Regions from separate parts of the Mus musculus genome. Here region 2 is linked to region 1. A link is a contact called in public Hi-C data. All regions are on one chromosome and are shown on one strand. Each heading gives the region's core, a stretch centred on a gene start, on an enhancer-like site or on the middle of the called end of the contact. The rest is flanking DNA. Distances are from core to core; before and after follow the strand shown. Region 1 has its middle 62 kb from the start of 1700083H02Rik. Region 2 overlaps 9630002D21Rik (a long non-coding RNA gene).

The links. Hi-C and Micro-C count contacts between places; a contact is called where the count stands out from the background.
Region 2: a contact with region 1 is called in a Hi-C map of liver, with 1.6 times the contacts expected there. The contact joins two enhancer-like sites. A contact is called at or near these places in 1 of 15 datasets of contacts at CTCF or cohesin (the NIH/3T3 cell line), 22 of 484 Hi-C or Micro-C datasets (the HL-1 cell line, the NIH/3T3 cell line, adipose-derived mesenchymal stem cells and 11 more), 3 of 115 datasets of contacts at active chromatin or transcription factors (embryonic stem cells and fibro-adipogenic progenitors) and 1 of 9 other capture datasets (embryonic stem cells).

What each region holds. Positions count from the first base shown.
Region 1 is chr12:71,443,594-71,448,630 of GRCm38.p6, forward strand. No RefSeq gene overlaps it. Among named protein-coding and RNA genes, the nearest start is that of 1700083H02Rik, 62 kb to the left of the region's middle. Within about 2 kb of position 3,173, at least 25 of the 459 cell types and tissues checked have an H3K27ac peak or open chromatin away from gene starts, as enhancers often do. A contact at or near this core is called in liver, where this site is marked.
Region 2 is chr12:71,717,135-71,722,218 of GRCm38.p6, forward strand. 9630002D21Rik (a long non-coding RNA gene) reads left to right here. Exons shown (of 3, transcript XR_872814.1): 3 at 1-1,455. Among named protein-coding and RNA genes, the nearest start is that of Gm46356, 90 kb to the left of the region's middle. Within about 2 kb of position 1,952, at least 10 of the 459 cell types and tissues checked have an H3K27ac peak or open chromatin away from gene starts, as enhancers often do. A contact at or near this core is called in liver, where this site is marked.

The sequences.
Region 1 (5,037 bases), core at 1,923-4,422:
AACACATGAGTTTGTGGCTGGTGGTATTGGTATTTCCCATTCAAACCATAACAACTATTATATATGCTACAAAGAAGAGTAAGCCAAGTAAAGGGATATAGAATAGTAGTGATGGAAGACTGTTTAATAAAGATAAGAAAATTTTAAGCAGAGGCTGGGGTAAGGCAGTGACCCACATGGATATCAGAGGAAGCATTTTGGATTAAGTGACACAAGATGACCTAGAGTCACGATTAGTGATTATTAGTCTGTGTCTTAGTTAGGGTTTCTATTGCTGCAATGAAACACCATGACCAAAAAGCAAGTTGGAGAGGAAAGGGTTTACATTGGTCAGAGGAAGTCAAAGAAAGTCAGCTTGCAGGAACTCAAGCAAGGCAGGAACCTGGAGGCAGGAGCTGATGTAGAGGTCATGGAGGGGTGGTGCTGCTTACTGGCTTGCTCCACCATGGCTTGCTCAGCCTGCTTTCTTATAGAACCCAGCATGATCAGCCCAGGGATGGCACTGCCCACAATTGGCTGGGTCCTCACTGACAACTAATTAAGAAAATGTCTTATAGCTGGATCTTACGGAAATACTTTCTCAGTTGAGTGTCTTTCCTCTCTGATGAGTCTAGCTTGTATCAAGTGGACATAAAACCAGCCAGTACAGTCTGTAATAATAGACTGCAGGGGACACATACAAGAGCAGAGGGAAGATGCGTTAAAAGTCAGCTGCAGAGGTAGGGCTTTAAGGAACTCGAGGTTTTCCAATCCAGATGAACTGCTTATCGAGTACAGGGATACTGTTGGCAATGGTGGATGTGCTGTGAAGATGTCAAATTTTGAATCCGTCTGGACAGCAGGGTTTATGGTACTTGGTGATGGATTGATATGAAAGATTACTTAAAGGCTTTTGGCTCTGGCAGCTGGGTAAAATGGAAAAGCTATTTACTGCTAAGCAGACAACTGAACAAGGACTGGTTCTATGTAGAAAAACGGAGGTTCAATTTGATAGTTAGTAACCTGAGCTGGGCATTAAGGGAAGACACTGGGGTTACAGAAATAAATGTTTGAGCCATCAGCGTACGGATACTATTTTAAGCCAGGGTAATAAATGAAATTACCCAGAGAACAGATGTGAAGTCTGGGGTCTTCCCATATTCAAGGGTCAGGGGAGACTGAGAAAGAATGGCTTCTTTTTTTTTTTTTTTTTTTTTTAAGATTTATTTATTCATTATATGTAAGTACACTGTAGCTGTCTTCAGACACTCCAGAAGAGGGAGTCAGATCTCGTTACGGATGGTTGTGAGCCACCATGTGGTTGCTGGGATTTGAACTCTGGACCTTTGGAAGAGCAGTCGGGTGCTCTTACCCACTGAGTCATCTCACCAGCCCGAAAGAATGGCTTCTAATATCTTCCTGGAAAACAGAATCAAGACAGTTTCAAAAAAAAAAAAAGAATAAATTTATTTACTTCTAATGAATTTGGTCTGATAAAGACTTAGAAATGAGCATTGTGTTTGGCCAATAGCTGGAAACATTTTCCTAAGCAGTTTGGGAGGGTGTGACTAGAGATTAAGTGGACTCTTCTCCTATCTATACTCTGGGGTGATTTCATTTATCACCCTGGCTTAAGATGGTATTTATATGCCAATGACTGACAACTTTACTTCTTCAACCCCAATGTCTTACCTTTATGTCCAGGTTATATTCCTAAACCATTCACTCAACACCCTATGTATCAAAAGGGAAACTTTGTGTAATACGTGTTTGTGGTAGTTTCCTTGTAATAAAGGGACAGACTGATGTTGTTACTGGGAGATTTGGGATCATGAGACACTCTTTTTGAAAGAGACAGAGAGTAAAAAAAATGTGGAAATTATCTAGAAGCATGGGGGAAAACAATGAAATTCAGAGGAAGACAATACAGCCACAGAAGGTGTGTCTTTATGTGGCTGAGAAGGGATCTGAAAGCCTAGTCCTCTGCCAGGATATGGGTGATTGCCTGGAGGTCAATCAAAGGAGCAGGCAACCAGCATAGGTGTGATGAGAGGTGGCAGTGGGCACAGGTGCAGGTGAGAGGTGGCAGTGGGCACAGGTGCAGGTGAGAGGTGGCAATGGGCACAGGTGCAGGTGAGAGGTGGCAGTGGGCACAGGTGCAGGTGAGAGGTGGCAGTGGGCACAGGTGCAGGTGAGAGGTGGCAATGGGCACAGGTGCAGGTGAGAGGTGGCAATGGGCACAGGTGCAGGTGAGAGGTGGCAGTGGGCACAGGTGCAGGTGAGAGGTGGCAGTGGACACAGGTGCAGGTGAGAGGTGGCAGTGGGCACAGGTGCAGGTGAGAGGTGGCAATGGGCACAGGTGCAGGTGAGAGACAGCAATGGGCACAGGTGCAGGTGAGAGGTGGCAGTGGGCACAGGTGCAGGTGAGAGACAGCAATGGGCACAGGTGCAGGTGAGAGGTGGCAGTGGGCACAGGTGCAGGTGAGAGGTGGCAGTGGGCACAGGTGCAGGTGAGAGACAGCAATGGGCACAGGTGCAGGTGAGAGGTGGCAGTGGGCACAGGTGCAGGTGAGAGACAGCAATGGGCACCTGCACTCACGACAAAGTGAGCTCAAAGAGAACAGACAGCGTGTGAGTACAAGAGAGTTGTCTGTGCTGGAGCTGAGCAGGCAGCCTACTTCTGCCCTGCCCTTCCCTCACATTCTTTAGAGCAGCTGAGATGTTGGCTCCCTCTGTGACAAGGATCCTTTAGTCGTGCCAAGAATACTCCTCAATCCCATGCGCACAGGAGTCTCTGTGCTGGGTCCTCCCTCTGCCTTCATCGAATTGTTTCATTGATTTGTTTTTCTAGCATGTGCACATTATTCAGTTCCCAGGAAACCCAAAGATAAATAAAGTGGGTATTTGTTTATATGGTTGCAACAGAGATCCTTTCCGGATGTCTTTAAGTGATAGAACTCGGAACAACAAGAAAGCCTTTTGAAAAATATTTGTTCCCAGTAAAATTTCATATTCAAAGCGGCAATGATGACCCTGTCCCAAGAGTCAGGAGTTCATCACTGAAAAATGACCCTTCTGTCATTTGGAGTTTAAAACACATTTTTCTCCAAGTCAACTGGAATTTCCCATGAAGCACTGATGATCTAGTACAGATTCCACACAGCATCCAACAGCAGTGCTGTCAAATCAGACTCACAGAAACAAGCTTTCTGTTTCCGCCCTGGGGTTAGAAATCCCAAATCAGATAACTTGTCTTGTTGATTTTTCCCAATTTCCTAAAATTTCTCTTACCCCAAAGCAGCTAAATCAATCTCTGTCTCTGTCTCTATCTGTCTCTGTCTCTGTCTGTCTGTCTGTCTCTCTGTATGTGTGTGGTGGGTGGCTTGGAATTGTGCCCTTTCTTAACCATATCAGACATGTCTCCTGTTTGTGCTATGCAAGTTGTTTTCTCTTCAGAAACTCAGCCCTCTTCCAAGAGTTAGAAATGGGGCCAAGCGGACTGCAGGGCAAAGGTGAGATTGCACTACCAATCACTGCAGTTTAGCTCACTCAAACCGAGCCAGATCTTCAGTCTCTCACCGCTGATCCTCCTCGGTTCTCAGAATAACCATGAACAACCATGACTCGAGTTTCCTTCTGGAACAGAGACACAGCAGGAAAGGCAAAGGGAAAAGAATGAGTGGCGGGAGAATCGTTCAGAGGTTACGACCCAGGAAGCAATAAGAAAGCAGACTCTAAGCATGTTCGCATGCTCGTTGACACTAGCTGCAGGAGCTGGGGTCTCTGCTTCTGATCAAACTTGAGAAATAGTAAGGGGATGTTTTCAGAGCCCAGAGGAGCCCAGAGGCCTCTCTGAAGCAAGGGTGCTCTTGAACTGCACTTGCGCTAGCTTTGTGTCGGACAAGTCTACCTCCCACAAGGTCAAGGTTGAGAAGGAATTATGAAGAGACAATGGCCGGTTAACCAAAGCAGGCATTTCTAGCTCCTGTGGTCATCATCATCTTGAAAGTGCAATTTCCACAGATTGGCAAAGAATTATCTGGAAAATAAGATTACTATTACATATGGTGTGTGTGTTGTGGCATAGCAGGTAAGTACAGATGGAGAGGAGAGGCAGGCTCAGGAACATATCCTGAGACTATCTCAGGTTCTCACACAGATCTCCCCAGCAGCCCTCGCTTGCACTTCACCTTTCTGTCACAGTGTTTGTGCCCCTGCCCAGCTCCTCCTGCCTTGGGATGACATAATTGTCTGGAAAAGTGACAGGGCAAGATGGCAAAGGGACTGCATCAGAACTTGTTAACTTTTGTCTATCAACAGACCCTCCACTGATTTCCATCACACCCATGACCCCCACTAACACCTATAAAGTATTTATATTACAGACTGTTCTACGTACTGCTTCCTTAAATTTTGCATCTGTGAAGTAAAAAGGAATCACAATCCACTTACAGATAAAGACCCAGAAGCACAGACAAGCTAAGAGACCTGTTCACATTTCACTGCTCAAGAGTAGCCGATTCAGGACTCTAGGCCTGCATGACTGCAGATCCTATGCTATTTCAGTGTTTAAAGAATTGTTACTCTGTTTTATTTCATGGTCTAAGTTCTGTGAGGTCAGGGGCTGTAACCCTTACGCAGTACTTTACATGCTTGACAATGAGTGTAATCCAACCCATAGAGTGAGTACTTACTAAAATGAAAAGTGAAATTGAGCATAGTCTGGCTCCAGATATTTCACTGTGGACATGTTGGCTTTTTGTTAGGACTCTGTATTCAGAGAACATGGTCCTCAGGCCTTGGTGCCCCTGTACCCTCTCCCTCACTGTCACCATCTAGTTTGAACACTAATTTGGAAGACGGATTTGGAGCAAGATCATTCTCTGAGATCCACATTTATGTAATGAGCAATATACCATCACTTGGATACCTGTTAGGTTTCTCAAATTTAATATATCATAACTGATCCTTCACTCTTCTTCACGCTACGGCTGCACTAGCATAACTAACATGCCCCACTTGCCAAACTGCAGACCACAGGATGCAGCTTCAATGCCT
Region 2 (5,084 bases), core at 702-3,201, 270 kb after region 1:
TTTAAGAGATTGTTTGGGCTGGTGAGATGATCTTTGATAAAGGCCATAACCACCAAGCCTGGTGTCCTAAGTTCAGTTCCTGGGACCCACATGGTAGAAGGAAAAAGTTGACTCCCACAAGTTTCCCTCCAACTTCTGCATGCACACAATAACAGCACATGTGTGCACAGGCACAAATCTTCACAGAGACAATAGCAGCACATGTGTGCACAGGCACACATGTCTTTACACAATGCCCACATGTCTTCATACACAGTAGTTAAATACATAAATACATAAGTGTAATAACAATTTTAATGAAATAAAATACTGCTGGCTCTGTGGCTTTTGGTGCTAAGTTTCTTCTCTGAATAGACTTATCTGTCACATAGCCAACAATGATGTTTAAGCTGATGAATTCCTTGTGCATCTGTCTCTATGTAGATGAAGATCACTGCTAGCACTGAAGATGAGAAGCCCAGGTCCCAAGAAGAATAGAAACATATAAATCTTAATTTATTCCTAAAAAGAAATTAAAGGAAAGGCTCAAGGCAGGAGAAAAGAGGGGAAGTGGAGGAAGGGAAGGACAGAGGGATGGAGGGAGGGGTCAATAGTCTCCAGAGAGCATGGGGATGTTGTCCACTAAAGTGACCTTCACCCTTTATACAAACCCTCCACCCACAGCTTGTGTGGTGGCTCCTTCCACTCTCTAACAGTTATTTCCTGGGTTTTTCAGCTGAAGCACCTCTTCCTGTAGCTGACCCACTATTTCATATCTCAGTCTTCAAGCATTTAGTCACATCTCATACTTGAAGTGTGCCCATCTGTCTTGTCTTCACTATGTCTGAAGCTAGAATGTTCTGTTCCATTATCTACTCCCTCCCACCCTTAATCGTGAGTCCAGCTGTCTGTCTGAAACAACGCAGCAAGAAGTCGAGGATACCAATTGGTAAGCCGATCATCTTCAGCCCAGGGACATTCTGATACCTCCAGTTACAAGAGGAAATATGTGTGTTTCCTTTCTAAGAGCTGAAGGTTCCGTTCATAACTCTATGTTTTATTAACCAATTGCTTTTAATTATTTATTAACCAAACGCATTTAATGGTACAATCCATGTTTTCACTATGTAATATACTAGCTCAGCATTCATTCATTTATTATTCATTTATTATTTATTTAACTAGTGCGTGCGTGGAGACGTGTGTGCACGTGAGCATGTGCTGCAACTTAAGTGCGTGTCCACTTTAGTATCATGGGAGAGGTTAATGCTACAACAGAAAAAAGGATAGCAGAGAATTTGTCCACGGAGAATGAATGCCGCTGTATAGGATGTGGGGGTGGAGATGGCTAGATTAATAAAGCAATATTAGAAGTAACCTGGTCTTGGCTGTTCTCTATAGTACCTCATTGTAGTCTCCCCTCCCCCAGCCTGAAACCTGCTTGCTCTGGGGTGGAGCTTCCTGCTCATTCGTTCTGCCACACCCACTGCTGGAACCTGCCGCCTTGCTTTTCCGAAGCCATCACGTGCTCACCCTGCTACTGGACTCCGAGATTATTTGGCGGGAATCAGGTCCCCTCCCCCTTCCTTCATAACTGAGTGTTGCAACAGTAAAAATTGAGCTTTGATCAGAGTGACTTTTGACTTGGCTTCGTTCTTTCTTCCGCCCGTCTAGTTCTTCTCTTTCAGCCCGAGTTGCCATCTCAGTTGAACCGTTGGTTGCGAGCTGCGGGCTGGCCGCAACACCTCATAAAAGACAGACGTTATGTCAAGGGCTTTTGATATAGGCTGTAGCTATTTAAACGGGCATCATGGTTGAGTATGCTTTGTACACTCCATTCCCAGCCTGTACTACTATTTTGAAGACTGTGGAACTATTAGGAGATGTGGCCTGGAAGGTAGCTATAGGCTGTACCCACTGTACAACACTGAGAAGGGTTGTACTCACTGCTGGCTCTGACCGACCTCTTTCTGCTTCCTTGTTTACTGTAACGTGAGCAAGCCTATCACGCAGGCGCGCTGCCACAGCCTGAGGCATGACCCTGCAACAGTGAACCGAAATCTTCCTGAAGCATTGGCCAAAGTCTGTCTGTCAGATATTTTGCAAAAATGATCAATTCAAAGAAGTATTACATAAACACCTCATCAAATGATAGTGCTTATATAATGTGCCTGTTACAATTATTATGCTGGGCTACAGGATTTTCAGCAGTTTCTAAATTTCATGTGTTATATAGCTGGTGTTTAAGCAACCTTAGTAAGAAAAAAGCTTTAGCCTAGAAAGTCTAAATTATTGTAAGGGTTTTTGTATTTGAAAATTGCTTCAAGTATAAAAGTTTTATGAGCTTTGCTACAGCTCCAGAATTTTAAAAACAGAGACTTATGACCACGTGTTCCAACCAACTACCGACAAACGCACACGTAGGCAGATCAAGATTTGGTGAATGGAGAACTGATATTTAGTATATATTTTTGAACTTATAAGAAACTTTTAGAATAATGAGAAATTTATGTGGGTATTTTCATTTCTGTGTTAACAATTTTTTGTTTGACTTTGTGAGGCGGTGGCAACTCCTGACCATTCTATGTCTCTGATATGGTTTTCTTGGGCTTTTATGCTATCTAGTTCACTGACAGGACCCTGTGTGGGGACAGTGCATACTTCTAAAGTCTGTGATAACACACACGACTGTGACCCTGTGAATGCTTTGAAAGACAGTCTCCTCGAGATCTTGTCTCCGAAACCTCTTTGACAGTTGCTGATGTCTACAGACAGCAGACTGGTCTTGTAAGATCACTTTCCAGCCAGTGAGGATACAGAAGTGTCCTGTCTCAGTCACCAGCTTCCACTGGGAAAGTCATTACCAAATGCAACCTGGTCCACAAGACTCACTAAAGACCCACTTCCCGGTGGCAGGAAGAAAAGGAATGTGCTCCTGCATAATCTCTTCCTGGGCCGCTCAGCCTTGTCATCTCTGCCTCACTTGGCCCACTATGTGCTAATAGTTTTCAAACAGCTCCTTCGAATCTTTTTTTTTTTTTTTTTTTTTTTTTTGGTTTTACGAGACAGGGTTTCTCTGTGTAGCCCTGGCTGTCCTGGAACTCACTCTGTAGACCAGGCTGGCCTCGAGCTCCTTCTAATCTTATATACTGGAGGAAATTTCTATAATCTGTGCCTATAAGTAATTTCTTGCCCGTAACAGTGTCAAGTGTACTGTGAGATAAAAGGGCACAGAAGCTGGGATGAGAAGACTTGAGCCCTAAAACTTTTCACCTAGAAACCTTAGGTGTTCTACTTTCTTAAACTTAACTATTAGGGTGACTCGGAGAAGCAAATAAAATGCTTCTCAAACTGCATTTAAATATATATATACACGCACACACACACACACATATATATGTAACATCCAGATTTTCCAGTTTTGTTGAGTATAGGATATTGTAGTAGGATCTAATGATTTTTTTTTCAATTTCCTCAGTTTCTGATGTTATGTCTCCCCTTTCATTTCTCATTTTGTTAATTTGGATACTGTCTCTGTGCCCTCTGGTTAGTCTGACTCAGGGTTTATCTATCTTGTTGATTTTCTCAAAGAACCAGCTCCTGGTTTGGTTGATTCTTTATATAGTTCTTTTTGTTTCTATTTGGTTGATTTCAGCCCTGAGTTTGATTATTTCCTTCTGTCTACTCCTCTTGGGTATATTTGCTTCTTTTTGTTCTAGAGCTTTCAGGTGTGCTGTCAAGCTGCTAGTGTAAGCTCTCTTTGGAGGCACTCAGAGCTATGAGTTTTCCTCTTAGCACTGCTTTGATTTTGTCCCATAAGTTTGGGTATGTTGTACCTTCACTTTCATTAGATTCTAAAAAGTCTTTAATTTCTTCCTTTATTTCTTCCTTGACAAAGTTATCATTGAGTAAAGTGTTGTTTAGCTTCCATGTGTATGTGGGTTTTCTGTTGTTTTTGTTGTTATTGAAGACCAGCCTTAGTTCATGGTGATCTGATAGGATGCATGGGGTTATGTTAATCTTTTTGTATCTGTTGAGGCCTGTTTTGTGACTATGGTCAGTTTTGGAGAAGGTACCATGAGGTGCTGAGGAGAAGGTATATTCTTTTGTTCTTGGATGAAATGTTTTATAGATATCTGTTAAATCCATTTGGTTCATAACTTCTGTTAGTTTCAATGTGTCTGTGTTTAGTTTGTATTTCCATGATCTGTCCATTGATGAGAGTGGGGTGTTGAAGTCTCCCACTATTATTGTGTGGGGTGCAATGTGTGCTTTAATTAGTAAAGTTTCTTTTTTTGAATGTGGTACCCTTGCAATTGAGGAAGCAGTTTATTTCAGCTCACACTTACATATCGTTATTCAACACTGAAGGAAGTCTGGACTGGTGTTGGACCAGGATTGAGATCCCACTACACCCAGATCCCACCTCCACTACCCCCAGCCCGTTCCTCTGCTTTCCTTACCGAAACACAGGCGGATGTCTCCAGGTCTCCACATCTGAAGCTGCAGTGCTGAATCCACCAGCCAACCATGCTTGCCAACCTTAGAACTCATTTTCAGCTTTCCATCAGTGATCCATGGGATGAATGCTGGTGAAAGGAGTCATGGGGTAAACTCTATCCTATCAGCTATGCCGAATACCCCATAGCTGACCTACCTGTCTCCCGTGAGCTTTTCCCCACCTCCACATCAGTTTTTACCCATGTTAATATTCTTTAACGGGAAAATCAGTCTCAGAAGGAACTCCCTCTCCTAGCTACAAGACATCCAATATGCGGCTGACCTCCTTCCCTTAATCATCCACCCCGACTCCTCCCAATGCTTTTTGTGTGCTTCTCTCTCCCTGATATTAGCAGCTGTTCCCATTAGCATTTTCCTACATGAACTCCATGGACCCTTACCCACATGGAAAGTACAAGACACTCCTCTCCTCCACCTATATCTGCGCCCCCTTTGCCTTGTAGGGCCCTCCCTCAGTGTTGAAACCCCATCTTACATACATCACCAGGGTAGAAGCCACAGGTCACAGTGGCATGCCAAGACTTTACATCACATGACCCCTGGAATTCTTTGTGTTCTTTTGCTGAAATAATATAATATAGCTG